4 separate regions of the Mus musculus genome follow, and all the other regions are linked to region 4. Evidence: chromatin contacts called from public HiChIP or PLAC-seq and Micro-C data. All regions are on one chromosome and are shown on one strand. Each heading gives the region's core, a stretch centred on a gene start, on an enhancer-like site or on the middle of the called end of the contact. The rest is flanking DNA. Distances are from core to core; before and after follow the strand shown. Region 1 overlaps Mboat4 (membrane bound O-acyltransferase domain containing 4). Region 2 has its middle 31 kb from the start of Smim18. Region 3 overlaps Rbpms (RNA binding protein gene with multiple splicing). Region 4 has its middle 6.1 kb from the start of Gm33588.

What was found. Hi-C and Micro-C count contacts between places; a contact is called where the count stands out from the background. HiChIP or PLAC-seq counts read pairs in DNA pulled down with a chosen protein or histone mark.
Region 1: an H3K27ac HiChIP or PLAC-seq map of embryonic stem cells shows a contact between it and region 4, with 2.6 times the contacts expected there. The contact joins two enhancer-like sites. A contact is called at or near these places in 3 of 39 promoter capture datasets (the C10 cell line, embryonic stem cells and stem cell-derived epiblast-like cells), 1 of 484 Hi-C or Micro-C datasets (embryonic stem cells), 2 of 115 datasets of contacts at active chromatin or transcription factors (embryonic stem cells and pancreatic cancer cells) and 3 of 9 other capture datasets (adipose tissue, liver and pancreatic islet).
Region 2: a Micro-C map of embryonic stem cells shows a contact between it and region 4, with 3 times the contacts expected there. The contact joins two enhancer-like sites. A contact is called at or near these places in 2 of 39 promoter capture datasets (both in embryonic stem cells), 2 of 15 datasets of contacts at CTCF or cohesin (both in embryonic stem cells), 42 of 484 Hi-C or Micro-C datasets (the Ba/F3 cell line, the HL-1 cell line, the HPC-7 cell line and 7 more), 18 of 115 datasets of contacts at active chromatin or transcription factors (embryonic stem cells, heart atrium and stem cell-derived neural progenitor cells) and 3 of 9 other capture datasets (adipose tissue, embryonic stem cells and pancreatic islet).
Region 3: a contact with region 4 is called in an H3K4me3 HiChIP or PLAC-seq map of embryonic stem cells, with 29 read pairs. The contact joins two enhancer-like sites. A contact is called at or near these places in 7 of 484 Hi-C or Micro-C datasets (the G1E-ER4 cell line and embryonic stem cells), 5 of 115 datasets of contacts at active chromatin or transcription factors (embryonic stem cells and stem cell-derived neural progenitor cells) and 3 of 9 other capture datasets (adipose tissue, liver and pancreatic islet).

The regions. Positions count from the first base shown.
Region 1 is chr8:34,123,129-34,125,828 of GRCm38.p6, reverse strand. Mboat4 (membrane bound O-acyltransferase domain containing 4) reads right to left here. Exons shown (of 3, transcript NM_001126314.2): 3 at 644-2,074. The coding sequence ends at 1,111. Among named protein-coding and RNA genes, the nearest start is that of Gm39158, 3.6 kb to the right of the region's middle. Within about 2 kb of position 1,423, at least 108 of the 459 cell types and tissues checked have an H3K27ac peak or open chromatin away from gene starts, as enhancers often do. A contact at or near this core is called in embryonic stem cells and stem cell-derived epiblast-like cells, where this site is marked.
Region 2 is chr8:33,777,538-33,780,237 of GRCm38.p6, reverse strand. No RefSeq gene overlaps it. Among named protein-coding and RNA genes, the nearest start is that of Smim18, 31 kb to the right of the region's middle. Within about 2 kb of position 1,432, at least 12 of the 459 cell types and tissues checked have an H3K27ac peak or open chromatin away from gene starts, as enhancers often do. A contact at or near this core is called in embryonic stem cells, where this site is marked.
Region 3 is chr8:33,812,830-33,815,529 of GRCm38.p6, reverse strand. All of the region lies in intron 5 of Rbpms (RNA binding protein gene with multiple splicing), which reads left to right. Among named protein-coding and RNA genes, the nearest start is that of Smim18, 66 kb to the right of the region's middle. Within about 2 kb of position 1,374, at least 25 of the 459 cell types and tissues checked have an H3K27ac peak or open chromatin away from gene starts, as enhancers often do. A contact at or near this core is called in embryonic stem cells, where this site is marked.
Region 4 is chr8:33,956,662-33,959,475 of GRCm38.p6, reverse strand. No RefSeq gene overlaps it. Among named protein-coding and RNA genes, the nearest start is that of Gm33588, 6.1 kb to the left of the region's middle. Within about 2 kb of position 1,270, at least 14 of the 459 cell types and tissues checked have an H3K27ac peak or open chromatin away from gene starts, as enhancers often do. A contact at or near this core is called in embryonic stem cells and stem cell-derived epiblast-like cells, where this site is marked.

The DNA of each region.
Region 1 (2,700 bases), core at 174-2,673, 170 kb before region 4:
GTCACTCAAAGAGTTGAAGATAGTTTTCATGAGATGTATTTTTCCTAAGAGGAGTGTTAAAGAAAATAATATTGGTCCAGACAGCTCTCTGGTTTACTCCAAGATTTGAGCCATTGTCCCTGTTCGCACTTCTGCTATGATGTGACAGCATCCACCATCAGGGATCAACAGAAGCCAAACCATCAGACTTTGCACTTCTAACTCTGAGACCTAAATAAACATCCTTTCCTTCATAAGTCTGCCTGTCTCTAACATTTCATTATGGCAATAAGAAGTCATTCATACCAGATTGCAATACTTCACATCCCAGAATCAACTGGGCCCAATGGGTACTAAGCATTTAATTTCTGTGCATATAACATCTTCATGCGGTTCACAGTAGTTTGATGTTTTGGTTTTGTTTTTTAAATCTGGTAGTGAGGCTCAAACCCCAGCCCTCCCATCTGCTGGGCAGACACTCACTGAATCACGCCCTCTACTCACACCTGATGTTTTTATATCCAGGCTCATTTCAACCTCACTTCCACATCTAGAGAAGTCCCTGTGCTTCTCCAATTTGTACCTCAGTAACAATAGAATAGCTTGTTAATGCACAAGTCTTAATTACTGTTCCCCTGCTGTAATGAGACACCACGGCCACAGAAACTTTTATAAAGGAAATCATTTAATTGGGGCTGACTTATAATTCCAGGGGTTTAGTCCATTATCATCATGGCAGGAAGCATGGCGGCATGCAGGCAGACATGGTGCTGGAGGAGCTAAGAGTTCTATATCCAGATCGGCAAGCTACAGGGAAAGACGCTAAACTAGGACTGGGCTTTTGAAACTTCAAAGCCTAGTGACACACTTCCTCCGATGAAGCCACACCTCCTAGTCCTTTCAAGTAGTGTCACCCTCTAAGCATTTAAATATATAAACATATGGGAGCCATTACTATTCAAACCACCACAGAAGAGAAACACATCTCTGTGGCCAGCCATCAGGTTTATCCATCCAATACTTAAAAACTTTCACTATGAATAGTTTTAAATACATTATTCATCAAGGCATCTTCTGGCATTTCCTAAGCAGTATTTAATGGCTAGGTGAGATGAAGGGCAGGGAAAGATTTCAGTTACGTTTGTCTTTTCTCTCCGCTAACAGAAAAAGCAAAAGACCGTACATCACAGGGAAGAGACTGTTGTAAGAACAGCACAGTTGGCAGAGAGAGGAAAGGCTCCGGCCCTCCACCGCCAGCATGATGTAGGCAATGATGAGTTGGGTATGAGCCCAAGTGAGGGCTCTATAAAGCAGCCGCAGGGGCCAGGATCTGATACATACGTTGGCAAAAGTGTGAATCAGATAATCGGCTTTCACCATTACAGACCAGCACAGGAAGCCGAACACCTGACCTGGGTGGAGCCCGTGCCACCAGGCAGAGAAGGCAAATGTCTGCAGCAGGGGCCAGCGCCGGCTCTTCCGGAAGACGAGCCTCCTGAGCCACAGAGCTGTGCTTCGGTTCCACTGCCTGGCGAACAGGGAGATCCTGTGGGTAGTTTCCAGGGTCCAAATGTCCACGTCGGGGACGTATCCCTCCTCTCCAGGCCCCTGGCCAGCCTCAGCGCCAAAGCCCGCCGCGTGGAGGAGAGAGTCGTCCAGGATCCAATGGGAGTAATAGGTGAGTTTAAAGAGCCAGGCTGTGGACCACATGAGGTAGATGCACTCCAGCCGCTGGCAGTCATCCAGTCCAGCTCCAGCACTCACCGCGCTCCTCAGCGCCACCTTGAGGCACTCCAGCCCGAGAATCTGCAGACCCCTCCAGGTCAGAGCCCGAAAAGAGATACTCGGATACAAAGAGCTTGATCTTTGAACGCAAGCCTGAAACCTCCGGAAGGAACACAGGGAGCCTCCCAGGAGAGCAGGGAAAAAGAGCAAGTAGCTGAAATGAGGTAGAGCATCCCACAGGTGCTCAGAGAAAGAACTCTTGCTCCTGATGCCCCGCCTCGGGGCCTCCACCTTCCCTTCACAAATGTCCAGTGAGAGGGATGTGACTCTCTGCGTCAAGAGCATGAGGGAAGAAAGAGTGATGTAGAACCTGAAAGACATTTAAATAAACATGTATGTGAAGCCACGCCATATTTATTGTCTCACACTTGTTCTCTCGCCTCCAACCTGCCCACAGATCTCATAGCAAATCACGCTCCACAAACACTCTTAGAATCTTTCAGAACCGTGCATTATTCCAGGGCAAAACCACTAATTATCCCAGGCCGGGTATCACACTCCTTTAATCCCAGCATCTCAGCATGCGGAGGCAAAGGCAGTTGGATCTCTGAGTTCGAGGCTAGCATGGTTTTCAGAGCAAGAACTACACAGTCAGAACTACACAGAGAAAACCTTACCCCAACCCATCTGACTCATATTTATGCTGTCATGTGGTTGCTGGGAATTGAACTCAGGACCTCTGGAAGAGCAGTCAGTGCTCTTAGCCATTGAGCTATCTCTCCACCTCCTGGTTATAATATTTTAGAATAGCTTATAAACGGCTGGAGAGATAGCTCAGTGGGCACTTGAGACTGACAACCACAGTTCAATTCCCAGGTCCCACGTGGTTAAAAAAAAAAAGAAAGAAAGAAAAGAAAAGAAAATGAAAATGAAAAAAACCACCTAACTCCCAAAAGTTGCTCTCTGAACTCCATAGGAGTACTGTGTTGTGTACAA
Region 2 (2,700 bases), core at 183-2,682, 180 kb after region 4:
TGGAAGAGCAGTTGGTGCTCTGAGCCATTTCTCCAGCCCCCCTTAAAACTTTTAATGACTGGTGTTAAACAAACTATATGCAGTTGGCACTTTGATTGAAGTATCCAAATTATCAACCAGAACCAATACTAACCCTCCATCAACTGCCTTGCTCTGCCCAGGTTTCAAAAGCCATCCTGCAAGAACGGTTTCATACTGTCCTCCTTTGTAGCCCAGTGATACCCACAAGCTCTCCTTTACTGCTGTACCTTTATTGGGGGCGGTGGAAAGTCTTCTCACAAACTCTTAACATAACCTGACCAGAAGAAGCCCCAGTAAAGTCTGGGTGGTGGTGCATCCCTTTAACCCAACCCCAGCACCTGAGGCAGGCAGACCTGAATTTGAGGCCAGTTTGGTCTACAGAGGGAGTTCCAAACCAGCCAGGGCTACAGAGAGAAACCCTGTCTGGGAAAAAAAAAAACAAAATGAGGGGCTGGAGAGTCGGCTTGGTGCTTAAGGGGATCCAGGTTCAAATCCCACCACCCACATGGCAGCTTACAACTATTCGTAACTCCAAGATCTGACACCCTCACACAGACATACATGTAGGCAATGCATGTTTTGTTTTGTTAAGAGAGAACTTTAAATAACCCAATAGTGTAGCCTTTGTCTCAACTGCTCACATGCATGCCTCACTGATGTGATGCAGATTAGAAGTTGGGTACAGCAACACATTCTTGTGACCCTGGCGTTCATGGAGCTGAGATAGGATGCAGAAATGAACTACAAAGCCAGGCCTTCCCCAGCCCTATCCCCAGTGAGAAATGATTAGGTCAAATGCTTAAATTTCACCCAAGGTGTCTTTTGAGCAAAAACAGGCCTAAATGCCCTTTGAGATAATGTTCAAATTAAAATATTTACATGGACAAAGGAGCAGTTTTCTCCTGAAACTACAACAGAGGATTTCAATGTAAGGACTGCCAAACATGTTCAGTGTCCTACAGTATTAGTCAAGTGCAAAAATAAAGCAGTTTTTGATATTTCTAGAGCTGGCTGTTGTGTAGGTCCTAGGTACTTACCCAGAGCCACGTGTATGCAGTGTCCTGGTCAGGTGAAATGTCACAAGGTCACAGGAATGTGCTAACCAACTTCCAGAGGGCCTGTCAGTCTGCTAAGGAGGCACGTGTTCCTCCTATACATGTATTAACTGTGCCAGATCACACTCAGCTTCCAAGACAAGACATGTTTAAGGTGTTATGGCCAAGGACTAGCCATTCCTATTTATTTCTAGTGGAAAACCCTTCATGAAGGAAAGTGTGCTTCTACTCTAGAACCACAAGAGGGGCAAAGTCAGACCCTGTCCCGTCTGGGAAGCGACGACCTGTCCCACGTGCAGCACATGCAGCTGCACAGACAACAGTGAGACAGACAAGAGGGCGTCACTGCTTCCCAGGCACAGAACTAGTCTCAGCTAGCAAACAGCAGTCAGTGAAACCTGAGAAAAACCCCAAACTTCCCCAAAATGAACCAAAGTAAAAAAAAGCGGTACTAGAAAAAAAAGGGGCACTGAGTTTCACCTTCTATGCCTGGTATGATTGCCATTATAAGGACTGGGAAATTCACAATCCAGATGTATTTGTCCCACATGAGTGCCTACCTTCAGAGCAAGCTTCTTCCACTCTAGTGACTGCAAACAAAGGCTCAGGAGAGGAATCCAGGACTGCATCCACACACTCCCTAGAAGAAGCGGGACCAAAGTCCCTCCATCGGCTTTCCCCAGCACTCACATCAACTAGTCTTGAGTGTTTCTCCATCCCCTGGGTCCACCCATCATCTGACCATATTTACAGGCTGTGACAGCAGCAGCCAAATGGTCATTTTTTTTATACTTTATCTAAGTTCCACTACATCTCTCTTAGCTAGCCCTAAAAGCCTCTTGTGATTGTGATGAATTATAGATCAGATGCCTTTTAACTCTCCCAACCATGCCCATTCCCACCTGCTTCTAAATGGCAGCAGATCTGACACAAACTGGCAGAGGTGAGACCAAGACTTCAACTTGAAATTGTCTTTAGTCACCCAGAAGAGCTGCTGCCAGAATCCTTTCTTTTTTATTATGGTCACTGAACACAACCACCTACTCCCTACACACCACCCAGGGATATAGTCTAGTACTTCAGCAGAGAGAATAACAAAGGGAACTGTTTGCAAGACAATGCAAGTGAGTGAAACCAAATCAGAGAATTTGCAAGTTTGCCAACTAGTGAACAAACTTTGTTTTGCTAGATTTAGTTTCTTCATTTCTGTGGAGATAAAAAATTAGAATCAATTATCAGGCCAGTCCCTAAGGACGAGACAGACTGAGCTAGAAATCACTGGGACACAGACCTGGTGGTAAGGCATGTATCTGAGCAGGCCTCAAGTCTGCCTCCTTATAAAGCCAGACAAAGCAGTAAGACAGACAGACTTGCACTTTCAGACCTGGGCCATAACTTAGCTTGGAGAACATGGTTGCAAATGGAGGTACCTGCTGGGAGATAAGTGAGTTCTAGCTTTATGGGGAAAGCTAATTTGATGCCATAACTATTATAAATCCTTACCAGCAAAAGCCTTCAGACACCAGGCAAGGGGGTAAATTTCTTACCTTCTGACTACGGGAACCCAGACTGACGTCTGCTTAGACCGTATTTTAGAGCTGGAGGTGAGGAAGATGTGAAGTAC
Region 3 (2,700 bases), core at 125-2,624, 140 kb after region 4:
ACCAAACCCTGCTTACAAGTCCTCCCGTTTCCATGTCTTTGCTTTGGTTCTGTTCGGCACTGTTACTCACCTGCCTGCTCTCACGGGTTATCTCCCTGTCTGGTGACCTGTCCCCCTAGTAGACTGCTGCCCTGGCTTTACTTGGCCCTGGTCTCTTTTGTTTTCCAAGTACATTGCTCTCAATACTGTGCCAGGCTGTCCAGGGTACCGGCAGTTTTAGTAAGAATCAGCAAGCTGTTGGGACTGAAAAGTATCATTTCTATCTGCTGTTTGGTTCACATTACGTATTGAAGATGTTGGCCAAAATCTGAACAAATTGATGTTATTTTTAGTTCTATGCGCTTATTTTAATTTTACCTAGAGATCGTTCTTGTTGCCTTGTTCAACTCCCAAAGCCAAAACCCTCCACAAAACTGATAGAGGGGAAGGTTGTTGGCTTTATTGGTTGTTACTTTGACACGGGATGTTGCAGGCTGATACTTGTTTGTTTGCTCGGTGGTCCAAGTCCAAAACACATGGTTATTCTGTGTCAGCCTGTAACTGTTGTGGCATCTCTCCTGCCCAGAAAGTTTGCACTCGTTGGCTAATGAGCCCCCATAGGAATCAGGATCTAGAAGCAAACCTTTGGTTTTTCAAGACAGGGTTTCTCTATGTAGCTCTGGCTGTCCTGGAACTCACTCTGTAGACCAGGCTGGCCTCGAACTCAGAAATCTGCCTGCCCCTGCCTCCCAAGTGCTAGGATTAAGGATGTGCACCACCACTGCCCGGTGCAAATCTCTTTTTAAGGTGTGCATATACACTGGCTGCCCCTGTTTCCCATCCTCAGGAATGCCACCCACTTCCTTTGAGGGGAGCCTCTCTCTCACTGGCCTGGAGCTTACCAGTCTGACTAGAATGCCTGGTCAGAAACTAGAGAGTTCTAGAGAGAGCTTAGTTCCAATCGCTAGAGAATCAGACTCAGGTTCTGTGGTTGCACGGTCCCGGTCCCCTTCTGCCTCCACTGCCCTCCAGCCCTAAAAGCCATTTTCTTTAAGAAGGTTGGTTTATTTGTTTCTCTTTGAGTCAGAGTCAGTGTGTGTGTCTGTCTGTCTCTCTCTCTCTCTTCTGTCCCTCTTTCTTCCTTTCTCTGATTGCCCTATCTCTGGTCTTCATGAAGCACTCTTAAAGGTGACCCTCCCCTGTAGAAGCAACAGCTTGGTTTTGTTTCAGCTTCACAAACTCATGGCATAATTTCCTTGTATCTTTAATGTGGAAACCAATTGGGAAAGGGAAACACAAGGAAAAGAGGGAATGCTCCCTTTGTATAGCAGGGTTGCTGGTCTCTAGCTATAGTAGGGCTGAGGAGGACATTTGCATATGCTAATTAATCTTCTAGGGAGCAGGGCCTTGGAGAGTGTCAGACTAGATCTTCCTGGCTGTGACTTGGGCTTTATTTGGCCCCTCCTCTTCTCCAGTTGGAGATGCCTGAGGACACTTAAGGGGGTCTCCTGAATAGTGGTAGTGTAAAGGAAAGGTTACAGTTTGTCTAGCACCCCTCTTCCCCCCCCCCCGTTGTGCCCCAGGGTGAGCTGTGTCATCTCCAATCACAAGTCACTAAAGCTTCCCCAGATGGCATGAATGTTGGACACAAGGTGATAGATGGCGTGCAGTGTCTAAAGCAAGTGTGTTCCTATTTCTCAGCTCCCTTAACACAATTTTAAAGCAGAATTTCAATCACTAATCATACCGTTTAAAGGCCTTTCTTTAAAGTCCGTCAGCATTTTCGTGGCTTTTAATTAAGCACAGACAGCTAAATCATACAGAAAACCAGTAGGTGATACCGTTTGAGCCAGGTATGGTGTGGCACATGCCCTTAATTCCAGCACTTAGGGCAGCCTCTGTGTTCCCGGACATCCAGGGCGGTTAAACAGAGAAACCCTGTCTGCACAAACAGCCGTGCAGCATAGCCTTCCCAAACATGTTCCCCAATGACCATTTCTGTTGCTGTAACCTTGTTTTGATACTAGAAAGGTTCTGTAGCTTCTAAGATAATTTTCTGTAGTTTGTGTTAAAGTAGACTCCATCCCTAAAAGTAACCTTGCTTAACCTACACGATAATTTAAATACTTTTAAACCCTTTACCTTTTCGGTGCTGGCAGAGGGAGGGGCCTCTGGAGAGCAGAGGTGGAGCTGAGACACTCCAGGAGATCCGAATCCCCCAAGCCAGTCTTCTGCGACAGGGGCAGGAAGGGGTGGGAGCACATGTTCTCACATGTGTGCCTGGGACCTTTTGATATTGAGGACACATTGGTTTCAAATGCTATTCTCTTGATTTGGCCTCTGTTTGCACTCAGATGTATGTCTCTGTGCCCTGCATCTAGGAGGGCGGGAAGGAGGCGGATATCCTGCTGAGGGTGGGGTAAGGACTCTTATTGTTAGGAGCTCAGAGTTAGCTCAGTCTCAGAATTGCTAATGCGTTCCGTTGGGCAAGCGGGTGGTTCTGTAGTTATTTTTTTTGAGGCAGGGTCTTCTGCCTCTACCAGATCTTGAGATTATAGATGTGATCCACCATCCTGTCTTCACTGTACTCTGTGTGTGTGTGTGTGTACACAAGCATGTATAATGTATAGAGTGTGTGAGTTTGGGTACACACATGGAGCTCACAGGATACCATAAAGTAGCCGGTTCCCACCATCCATGTTGAAGCAAAGTCTCTCCCAC
Region 4 (2,814 bases), core at 21-2,520:
CCTGCGCTTGTGCGTGTGCACAGAGGTTAGAGGACTTCAAATGTCTTCTATTCCTACCTTTATAAAAATTTTACTTGAGCCGGGCGTGGTGGCGCACGCCTTTAATCCCAGCACTTGGGAGGCAGAGGCAGGCGGATTTCTGAGTTCGTGGCCAGCCTGGTCTACAAAGTGAGTTCCAGGACAGCCAGGACTATACAGAGAAACCCTGTCTCAAAAACACCAAAAAAAAAAAAAATTTTTTTTTTTACTTGAGATTCCATTTCTATTTGATTTATTTGATCTGTGGGAGTATGTGTATATATACTAGTATACTGCGCATGCAGTACCCGAGGAGGTCAGAAGAGGGCGTCATCCCCTCGGGAACTGGAGTTGTGAATGGCTGTTTATGAGCCAAACAGGACCTAAGCTTGTTGAGAACGCCAACAAATGCTTTTTACCCCGGAGACCTCTCTACAGCCCTTCCACCTTATTTTTTGAGGCAAGGTCTCTCACTAAGCCTGGAGCTTGCCGTTTTTAAGCTGGTTGGACAGTGTGCTCCCTACGATCAGTCTAACGCTGCCCAGCAACCCAGGGATCATAGGCGCGTGCGGCCATACTCTTCTTGTATGTGGGTGCTGGGCTCTTGCTCTTCTGAAGTTCTTTTCCTGAACTATCCCAGATTCACCTAAGTAAAGGTCTGCAAAAGGACTTTTGTAGATCTTTTTGTAGGCACAGCATGGCCTGCACCTCTTGCCTCCCCCTACCACCACCGCCACAAGGATCAAGGACACACACCCAAGGACAGATACCTGCCTCAGCCCCGGGTGGGAGGCCAGTGCTGCAGGAGGCTGGGGAGTGCATCCCAGCGTAGTCTGAGGCTCTGCCCAGTCTTCAGAGGCAGTCAGCCAGAGGCTGGCATGTCCTAAGTCTGCAGATCTCCCCTGGCGTCGCCACTGAGGCTTTGAACTAGGAGAAACGCAAGGAATGGGAAAGAGGGAGACTGTACATCTCCTTTGTTCGTTTTAGGAAGCAGAGCTTCCTCCCCCTCCTCCTCCCCTTCCTCCTCCCACTCCTCATTTTTGAAACAGTGTATGTAGCCCTGGCTGACCTGGCTGATCTCTAAGAAAGAACTCCGTCTACCTCTGTTTCCCAGATTTTTGTTTTCTGTTTTGTTTGTTTGTTTTGGTGTTTGTCTGTTTGTTTTGTTTTGTTATTGAGATAGACTTTCCCTGTGTAGCCCTTGCTGCCCTAGAACTCTCTCTCTCTGTAGACCAGGCTGGCCTTGAACTCAGAGCTTTGCCTGGCTCTGCCTCCTGAGTGGTAGGATTAAAGGCGTGCACCACTACCACCCGGCTTTCTGGTGTTCTTTTTGGTAGCCTCTGTCTCTGGTTTGGGTATCGGAGTGGTGCTGAGTCTGACCTGAGTGAACCTGAGGCTCTCCTTCTGTTTCCTCGAAGAGACTGTGTGAAGCTGGTGTTGAGTCTCTTGACCTGACCTGTCTCATAGGATTCTCGAATTAAACTAACTGAGCATGAAGAACCTGGTTCCTGTTGTTTTGTTTTTCAGGAGGATGGGATGTAAAATATTCAAAGCAGTTGATGTGAAAATGCCTGAGAGTTTTCATATACTCTGGCGTCTCTAATATCCAGGGCTCAGACGATGCTACACTTAGTTCCTACACCACGGCAACACATCGGGACTGTCTCGAGCCTGAACTTCATTTGAATTTCCCCCACTTTTTTCCTACCTGGGACACCACATCACAGTGGCTGTGAATCCCGAGGTTCTTGGCTCTGAGTGGTTCTCAGACTTTGTTTTTAAGGAGTGATGGTCCGGAATTTTATAGGCTTTCTCTCGTGGAATTTGTCTGATCTTTTTCCCCCGTGATAAGGATCCAGCCATGGGTTGGGAGGGGAACAACCACAGATGCTATCTATCAACAGGGCTGGTTGTCTTCTTTATTACTTCCACGTTTCCTTGTGGTCTACTTTTGACTTAGCTCGTTTCTTGAAGTGGGAACTGCAGTCAAGGGTGTGCCTCGCTAATCATTTCTTTGCCTTTTCATTTTTTATCACGTTATTTATTGCATGCATGCTGTCCTCATGTGTGGAGGTCAGAGGGCAGCTTTTGGGAGCTGGTTCTATCCTTCCTCCGTGGACCTTGGTACGGAACTCAGGACCTCGGGTTTGGCAGCAGGAGCCATCCCCACCGAAGCCCCTGACCAGCTGACTCTGCTCATTTCTGACTTGTGCACTTAGAGGTACAAATTTGTCTCTTCGTGGCATCGGCAGCATCTCAATTACTGTGATTTGTCATTTCCCCCTCCCATTCCGTCCTAAGTACCTTCTTAGTTTCTTTGAGTTTTCCTTTTTAGAAACAGGGTCCAACCAGGACTATAGAATATAAACCTGTCTCAATAACGTGAGAGATAGAAGGTTTGGGAACGAGACCTCTCAGCTTCCCACTCTGGCTGCATGTGGCAGCCATGCCTGCCTCCCTCACCCTTGCAGACTCCCCTTCTCAGTTTATTGAAGCCGAGACAAATCCTTCCATAAGTCACGTTTGGTCGAGGTGTGTTTTGTTACAGTAACAAAGAGTAACTAACACAGTGGCTTTGTTCTCAGCCCTGCCTCACTGTCCCTGCCCGATAGTTCCTGGCCACCCATGCATGCATGCACACAAGCACGCATGCATGCATCTTCCTTTCTGCCCACACTCACACCATGCTTATTGAAGCCATCTCCCCTGAGATCATCGCCTGGGTACCATGGCTTCCTGCACTCCTACACTTTCGGCTCTGAAGACTTTGGGCGGTCAGTGACAACCAGAGGAAGC